Regions from separate parts of the Mus musculus genome. Here regions 1 and 3 are each linked to region 2. The links are chromatin contacts, called in public HiChIP or PLAC-seq maps. All regions are on one chromosome and are shown on one strand. Each heading gives the region's core, a stretch centred on a gene start, on an enhancer-like site or on the middle of the called end of the contact. The rest is flanking DNA. Distances are from core to core; before and after follow the strand shown.

The links. HiChIP or PLAC-seq counts read pairs in DNA pulled down with a chosen protein or histone mark.
Region 1: a contact with region 2 is called in a BATF HiChIP or PLAC-seq map of CD8 T cells, with 8 read pairs. The contact joins the promoter of Nhlrc2 here to the enhancer-like site in region 2. A contact is called at or near these places in 17 of 39 promoter capture datasets (the 3T3-L1 cell line, 3T3-L1-derived adipocytes, the C10 cell line and 10 more), 2 of 484 Hi-C or Micro-C datasets (bone marrow-derived macrophages and embryonic stem cells), 26 of 115 datasets of contacts at active chromatin or transcription factors (CD8 T cells, acute myeloid leukemia, bone marrow-derived macrophages and 16 more) and 3 of 9 other capture datasets (adipose tissue, liver and pancreatic islet).
Region 3: a contact with region 2 is called in a BATF HiChIP or PLAC-seq map of CD8 T cells, with 5 read pairs. The contact joins two enhancer-like sites. A contact is called at or near these places in 12 of 39 promoter capture datasets (the 3T3-L1 cell line, 3T3-L1-derived adipocytes, the HPC-7 cell line and 7 more), 2 of 484 Hi-C or Micro-C datasets (bone marrow-derived macrophages and embryonic fibroblasts) and 4 of 115 datasets of contacts at active chromatin or transcription factors (CD8 T cells, effector CD8 T cells, embryonic fibroblasts and 1 more).

The regions. Positions count from the first base shown.
Region 1 is chr19:56,546,825-56,549,524 of GRCm38.p6, forward strand. Nhlrc2 (NHL repeat containing 2) reads left to right here and starts at 1,437. Exons shown (of 11, transcript NM_025811.3): 1 at 1,437-2,036. The coding sequence starts at 1,859. Dclre1a (DNA cross-link repair 1A) reads right to left here and starts at 1,298. Exons shown (of 10, transcript NM_001360437.1): 1 at 1,150-1,298; 2 at 1-879. The coding sequence starts at 326.
Region 2 is chr19:56,755,622-56,758,321 of GRCm38.p6, forward strand. Gm32718 (a long non-coding RNA gene) reads left to right here. Exons shown (of 7, transcript XR_001782687.1): 5 at 1,087-1,594. Among named protein-coding and RNA genes, the nearest start is that of Gm32718, 14 kb to the left of the region's middle. Within about 2 kb of position 1,315, at least 19 of the 459 cell types and tissues checked have an H3K27ac peak or open chromatin away from gene starts, as enhancers often do. A contact at or near this core is called in CD8 T cells and memory CD8 T cells, where this site is marked.
Region 3 is chr19:56,587,021-56,589,720 of GRCm38.p6, forward strand. It overlaps Nhlrc2 (NHL repeat containing 2), which reads left to right. Exons shown (of 11, transcript NM_025811.3): 6 at 1,150-1,249. Among named protein-coding and RNA genes, the nearest start is that of Nhlrc2, 40 kb to the left of the region's middle. Within about 2 kb of position 1,406, at least 172 of the 459 cell types and tissues checked have an H3K27ac peak or open chromatin away from gene starts, as enhancers often do. A contact at or near this core is called in CD8 T cells, where this site is marked.

The DNA.
Region 1 (2,700 bases), core at 187-2,686, 210 kb before region 2:
GACTGCTGACTCTCATCTCTACAGCTCGAACTCTGACTGGAACCTGCAGAAATCTGACTGTCTGTTTCTGCAAGGCACACTTTGTGGTCCTTCGTCTTGCCTGGATTTTCTGAAGTCCTTTTTTCATTTCCTTTTGACTGGTGTTTTCCATCTGTTGATTTTTCAACAGATTCTGAAATATTTTCAGAACAATTATTTGGATGTACGGGTTTGGGCTTTCTTTTAGATTTATATTCCCAGATTTCTTCTTCCCAAAACGTGTCTTCTAACATGGCCAAATGATTTTTGTGAGTACAGCACCAGTCTTTGGTGAATTCAGAGTCCATTTCTTGTAACAAGTTTTTAATAGGAAAAAAAAAGTAGCCAAAAGCCAACTAACTTGGTTGGAACTGAAAGCTTTGGTGATATTGGCACACAACCCACTTAGTACCTGTGAACACCTGCTGTTCCATTTTATACCATAATAAAATTAAGAGAACTCACTACAGGGTAACATCTATACGGTTTTCTTTACATTGTGACACTATTTCATTCAGGTTTTTTTTTAACTTCTCAGAACTTGATTTATAAAAATAAGAATCAAGAATGTCTTGAATGTCAAGCACTGACGGTAAGTACCAGGCTCAATGACTTTAACTGAAAACAGTCTCCATATAATGGTTAGAAAGCTATTCTGGCTCTCGTTCATGTGGACAAGTGTCCATTTACAAGTCCAGTCACAGTCCCTAGTCTACTTAGTGTGAGACTAGTCCATAGACTAGACCATAATCAAAGAGGTGTTGGTTACAACCGACAGCTGCCCTTATTCGTGACTCATGGGTCCAACCAGTTTCAGCTTCCTGGGTCAGTCCATTTCTTCCTCCATCCTAGGATCAAACCCTGCACAGTGAACAAAGTTCAAACATGTGAGACTGTACTCCACACCATAGGGGCTGTCTGCCCTGAAATCAATCAGCCACTTCTGCAGACCTCCAGAGAGGTCAGGTACCAGAAAATTCCTACAGGCTCCCGCTCTTTGCCTTTGGATCTGGGGTGGGGGGAAGATCAATGAAGGAGCCCTACATTATTCCCAGGTTAAATAATGCCAACATCCCAATGAGCCCTTGTGCAGCTCGCCCCGTTCCTCCCGGTAGTCCCTCGTGGGCACACCTGGCCTGGCAGCAGGGGGACCCCGCTGCAGCTGCCTCCTCTCTGCGCCAGCTCGCGGGACATTCCATTCGCGCCCGCACTTTCAGCACACCCAGAGTCACAGGACACTTTTGTTGTTGTCAACACAAAACCACCGGCCTCACTGCCTACATTAAAAAAAAAAAAAAAAAAAAAAAAAAAAAAAAAAAGAGTCTCCTCCGAGGGTTGCTTTACCTTCTTTACCTTTCGAGTCTTTCTTGGCGGGAACGCTGTCCCACTGTCACTGCCGTGCCGAATCGGCTGATCTCAGTTTAAGAGTGGGACACACAAATGGGCAGGCTTTTCTTAAGTCGGCTCTTTTAAACGTGTACATGGTTATTTGAATTTTATTTGTCTTGGAATTCCCTGCCGGGCTTCAAAGGCAATGGGTTCCCAGCTCCTCTGGAGCGCGACCCTAGCAGCCTTCCCCGTGTCGAATCTGGCGCTCTGAACGTCCAGGCTTCGCGGCGGCCCGGAACCTGGAAGGGGCGGGGTGGGCAACTCTGGAGTTTAATTACGCGCCAGGGAAGCACGGCCCTTTGGACTTTGGCGTCCGGAGGAAGGCTTATTGGAGGCGGAAGCGTGTGTGGCGCAGGGCCGGGCTGGCCAGGCCCCGCTCTGAGTCAAGAGGGCGGCGCACGCTGGTCCGACCCGCGCCCTCGGCCCCGGAGCCCTCGGGAGCTCGCGCAACATGGCGGCTCCCGGAGCGCGCGGCGCGAGCCTCTCGGGCCTGCTGCCCGCGCAGACCTCGCTCGAGTACGCCCTGCTGGACGCCGTCACCCAGCAAGAGAAGGATGAGTTGGTCTACCAGTATCTGCAGAAGGTGGACGGCTGGGAGCAGGACCTAGCGGTGCCCGAGTTTCCGGAAGGTGAGGGGCTGGCGTCGGGGTGGGGGCCGCTCCCGGGTCCTCCCCTTCCTCGGTGGCTCCCTCCCGCCAGCAGATCGGTGCCCTGCGGTCCTCCCACAGCCCCCGAGGTGCTCCAGGGGAGCAGCGACACACGGAGGGGGTTCTGCTGGGCGGGGACCAGTGTTTGCATCTCTGTCTGGAATCCTGCGTGACCTGACGTCAGTAGCCTCAAGGCTCCATGGGTGTATATTGATCACTTTTTAATGTGCCACAGACGGTTTGAAGCACTTGAGAGCTCCTACTTACCTGGTACAACCCACCGAGACCCTCTTACTAGTCTTGTTTTACAGTTAAGGAAACTGAGGCACAGGGAAGGCTAGGAAACCTGCCCGTCTAATAACCACTAGAGTTGGACTACATTCTACAGGCATAGCATCTGATGGTTTTCTAGTCCAACCGCGTTTCCACGTTCAAAGTGGTGAACCTATTGATCTTTAAAATCTGGAATCAATTTTAGCTTAGTACTCAGGTTTGAATCCTAGTAGTGGGAACTGTTGGGACATAGGGAAACGATACTCCCGGTAGTACAGTTTAAACAAAACGCTCCCTTACCTTCTTTGGTTGGGAGTGTCATTGTTTAGCCTGCCGTGTTGGCATGTGTCCTGGCGTGTGACACTGAAACCAC
Region 2 (2,700 bases), core at 65-2,564:
GGGAGATGGCTCTCTCTGTAAAGTGCTTAGCATACAAGTATGAGAATTTGAGTTCAAATCCCCAGAATCCATTTAAAAGCTAGAAGCTAGTGGAGCTTGCCTGTAATCCAGGCTCTGAGGAAGTGGAGACAGGCAGATCGGGGTGGGGGCGTGGGGATGGGTGGGGGAGCCTCACTCGATCACCAGCTAGCTCCAGGTTCAGTTAGAGACCCTGTCTCGATAATAAGATGGACAGTGACTGAGAAAGACCACACACATGTCCATGTGCGTGTACGCGCACATACACACATGCATGTACACATGCACACAGCCATACACACTCAGTGTGGGGATGCACACACAAGGAGGCAGAAAATAACAAGTGACCCCTCGCTTACGAAAGCCAAATACTGCCCGGCATCATTCTCCTTATAATTATCAGTTGTGCAAAGAATAGCTTCACTCAAGGGCAGCTGTGTGGCTGTTCCTCTCAGCTCTCTGCCAGAGGCTTTGGTAGACATAGAAGAGGCTCGGGCTATGGCTCCCATGCCCCTGGAGTCCATCTTGGCACAGAGATACCCTGGAGGGTCTCCTGTAACCACGGAGCCATCAGTCAGCTGGTGGTTCATAAGCCTGGACTACCAGTTCCTTGTAGGGCCACACCCCTCACGCTGACACCCACACACCCCCCCACACACACAGGAAGCCCTAAACGCTCTGTCGAGTGATTCTCAGTCTTTCCGTGGTAAATGACATTTTTCCAAATCCCAAGCCTACTGCCGACCGATGCTCTGGCAAAGCACACGAAATGATGTGTGCATACAGCAGCGGTGCCGAACCCTTGTGCAACATTTTAAATGCTTTCCTCCAACTCCTGCGGCTATCTCCCTGTTGACTAAAAACAACAGCACACCCTCTAGAGCAGCCTTGGTCACAGACCACACATTAGCCACGAGGAAGAAGTGGGTGTGTCGTGTCTACAGTGACTGAGCCCACAGTTCACACTCAGTTGGGTAACCAAGTCCTGGGACCATGCAGTCATGCTATCGAAGAAGTTACCAGCCCCACCCACATGTGCTGTTGCTGCCCCGCATCTTCTTCCTCCAGATCTGTTCTCTGCTCACTCACTGGATCAGTGAAGAAATCAAGGCAGAAAGGCGAGAGCCAGTAAAGGCGGATGCAGAGCTCTGGAGTGACCGAGACCCACACAGGATGCATCAGCAAGGGTGTGGCCCTGCTTACCTAGGGTCCAATTGACTCATCCAGACTATCTTGCTTGCCCCTCTGTGAGCTGAGCCTCGCTGGCTGAGTTCTCACACCTCTCATGATTGTCACTGGGTGGAACCTGCTACATAGCATCACGGTCAGGCCAGTGCTTCTTTAATTAGCATTTCAAGTTCACTGAGGTATGGCTCATGGGACTGCTCATCTCCTCCCCACCACAGCCACAGTTCTGGCAGCCCTGGTCACCAGAAGGTGGCCAGGTGAGATTACCTTTGCCATTCTGTGGCCAGCTGCAAACCAGCGACCTGGAGAGAAGTCGCCTATCCACAAGCAGCCCTGGGGATCCGTCTCTCCATGCAAAGCATTTCAAGGCACAGAGGGAACTGTCATGGTGAGAATTCTGCTGAGAATTCTGCCATAACTCAGGGTGAAACTTCTTTACAAGGAGCAACTTAGAAGGATGGGGAGGGCAGTGTTGATCAACTCCACAGTGTGTGTGTGTGTGTGTGTGTGTGTGTGTGTGTGTGTGTGTGTGTGAGAGAGAGAGACAGAGACAGAGACAGAGAGAGACAGAGACAGAGACAGAGAGATGAGACAGAGAGAGACAGAGAGACAGGGAGAGAGAGACAGAGACAGAGAGATGAGACAGACAGAGACAGAGAGACAGAGAGAGAGACAGAGAGAGACAGAGACAGAGAGATGAGACAGAGAGAGACAGAGACAGAGAGATGAGACAGAGAGAGAGAGAGAGAGAGAGAGAGAGAGAGAGAGAACACAACGGAAGTTCGCCTCCTGTCCTCAAGCTCGTAATCAATGTTGAACGCTGTGCAGGACATACTGCAGGAATTCTCAGTGATTCACGGCTTAACTACTCTCATGGAAGAACATGGATGGAGAGAAGCACTCTGTGTGTTTCGGTCGCTGCCGTGGTATTTTTAGCACTGGTTTCAGTGTTATGGTTTTTGATTACTCAGTAAGACAGGAAATTAATTTGACTCAAGATGAAGCTGTCACACCAAGGTCGAGAGCTTTGTGCCTTCCTTCCTTCCTTCCTGACATTTTGACATAAGCCTCTGAGAAATCAATAGTAAAGTTGAGCTACAGTGACCAGAACCACCATCTTCCTACCCTCTTCTGAGTTCCGTCCGACCGACCTCACATTGAAGTCCTCTTTCTAAAATATTCTTTGGGCAAGAGAGGCAGCCCACTGGGTCAGAGGGGTTGCTCTGCAAGCATGAAGGTCTGAGTCTGTGTGTCCAGATCACACATCAAACCCCAAGCATGGCTTCGTACGCCTGTAAACCCAGCAGTGCCTGGGCAGAGAGAGACTTGCAGTTCTGGATAACTTGTTCTCCCATCATCCAGCCAAAAGGATGAGAGCTTGCTTCCAGCTGCCAATTAAGTGAGAGATCCCGTATCAGGAAAAAGAGATGAAAAACAGAGGAAGGCACATAGCATCCTGTTCTGATCTCCATAGTAACATGTAACACACACACA
Region 3 (2,700 bases), core at 156-2,655, 170 kb before region 2:
GCTAAACTCCTTGAAGGATTTTAAACCAGGCCCGAGAGGTGGCTCATTTGCTGAAGGGCTTGCCGTGCAGCATGAGGATCTGAACTCAGTCTTGAGCACCCACATAAAAAGCTCGGCCTGCCTCAGAGCCCTGGGGGCTGAGATGGAGGATCCTTGGACTTTCCCAGTAGCCAGCCAGTCCAGCCAGATCAGTGAACTCTAGGTACACAGAGAACCTGTCTAGTAAGTACATAAAGCAGAGCCTGACTGAAGGAGACACAACATTGACCTCCAGCCTCCACACACACATGTGCACACTCCTACAGACACAACCCCGTAAGTATTAGAGGCTACTAGATAGTGCATTTGCAAATGACTGATCTACTTTGTGTCTGAATATCAAATCCCATGCCTTTGGTAATAAAAAGACACATTCCTTTAGCTTCTTTTTATTGTTATTTTGTTTTAACACAGGGTCTCTACTTTGTAACCCAGGCTGGCCTGGAACTTGCTATGTAGTCTAACAGGCTTCCAACTTGGGCTTCTCCTGCCTCTGCCTCTGCCTCTCTGCCTCTCTCTGCCTCTCTCTGCCTCTCTGCCCCTCTGCCCCTCTGCCCCTCTGCCCCTCTGCCCCTCTGCCTCTGCAGTACAGGAATGGGCCACCACACTCCTCTGAAATCTGCCTCTTAGCCTCTGGGACTACAGGAGTATGCTTCCACACTGCTCTTAAAAGCATCACTTCTTTTGTGGAAATTGCCAGAGTTTTCTTAGAGAATATCAGCCCATTTTTGTGTCACATAAAAAATGTTTTAATCGGTGTTTAAAAACATTGTTTCCAGAGATGCAGATTGACATACTGCTATTAAGAATGTGTGGATTTGGTTTAAGGAAATGGAAATGCTAATTGATTTAATTTTGTCATTGCACATTGTAAACATGTATTGAATTATCACCCTGTACTGCATTTAATTAAAAAAAATATGACAGCTTTGGGTTCTCATGAAACTGTTGCAGGTGAGGTGGAAGGTTTCTAGTAACACATCTTCCCTGAGGAACCGTGTTCTGAAACAGCTGATTTATAAAAACTAGTATCATCTATGGATTTCAATTCCTAAAAAGTATCATAGTAACCAGATATGTATATAATACATGCTACTTATTTTCATAAAGGTTCAGAGGTCCAAAGAAATGACATCCTGTGGATAGCCATGGCAGGGACTCATCAGATATGGGCACTCCTCCTAGACTCTGGCACACTGCCAAAGAAAAGGTAAGTGGCTGTGTCCTGGGACAGCCGTCCTCCTTAGTCCCCAGCTTCCCTGCCCAGGTCACCGTGCCAGGGTGCGCACACTCAGCCACATGGCCCAACAGGCTTCTTGCTCTCTCGAGTGGCTTCACTGGGGAGCATTGGTCTGCTCCCCAGGCCGAGGAGGCAGCTGCTGTCAGGAGCTCTGCCAGCCCTTCTGGCAGAGATAGAGAGGAGGAGGTGGTGAGTCACTAGCTGGTTCTCAAAGCTGCTGCTCAGAGGTGACATAACGTCACTTCCACTTGTATTTCATCAGCCTTAGTTAAGCCTGTGGCTGCATCTAATTTCTAAGAGCCTGGGAGGAGCCATTCTTCTGAGTGCCTAGAGAGAGAACCAGAAATGTTAGGTGGGGCTTTAATCCTTCACAACATAAACACAGTTCCTGTGTCTGCAGTCACTCCTTCAGGTGCTTCAGAGTGCTGCATGGCAGTCCTAGCTCTCCTTACTGTGGAAGCACAGGAGAGTGAGTGAGCCCCTTTACCTCTGTCATTTTCCATCATTGTATGTGTTTGTGTCACCTAGGGGATTGCTGTGTGAAGAGTTAGGATAGCATTGGCACCAGGCGGGCACGTGAGTGTGGGGAGCAGTACTTCTCCTGACTCCCCCTCCTCCCTCAGCCTCAGGCGGGGCTGGCTGCACTCCCCTTTGCTCCTCTCTTCTCTGTCTCTTGGCTCATGCCTGATTATAACTGTTTCTTCCTACTAGACTACCTCTTAAAGAAATGAGCCTGGTTCCATTTACTCAGTGTACTCGGCCCTGTGCTGTATCTGTTAGATAACAGCCCAGTAAGAGCCTATATGTAGAATAAGTAAGTGACTGAAAGTCTGTCCTGTGCCTGCGGAAGGCACTGAGCCAGGCCACTGGAGCTGCACACTGGCTTGCCCATTTGCGGTCTCACAAACCTAGGACCACTTGTTCAGGGTGGTACCACCCAAAGTGGGCGGGGCCCTTTCATGTCAATCATCAGTGACCACAAGTTTGTCCACAGGTCAGTCTGATGGACACATTCTCTGTTGACGTTCCCTCTTCTCAGACGACTCCAGTTTGTGTCAAGTTGACCAAAAGCTGACCAGAACACAGTCACAGACCACAAAGTTGTTATGTAGTAATAGGAAGTAGGTACAAGCTTACAAGCTATCACAATTATCTTTGGTTGCTTTTAGCTTTTTATGCAGTATTTCTCTGTGTAGCTCTGGCTATCCTAGAATTCACTCTGTACTCTAGACTAGCGTCAAGCTCAGATCCACCTGCCTCTACCTCCTGAGTGCTGAAATTAAAAGTGTGCACCATCACCGCCCAGCCCACTACACTCATCTTTATTTGTAGAAAGGGACAGCTGTCTAGCAAGTTCAAGACCTCCGGTGTCCAGGCACAGGTGTGGAACGCAGCTGTGTAGTGGTTTATGACAGTCACGC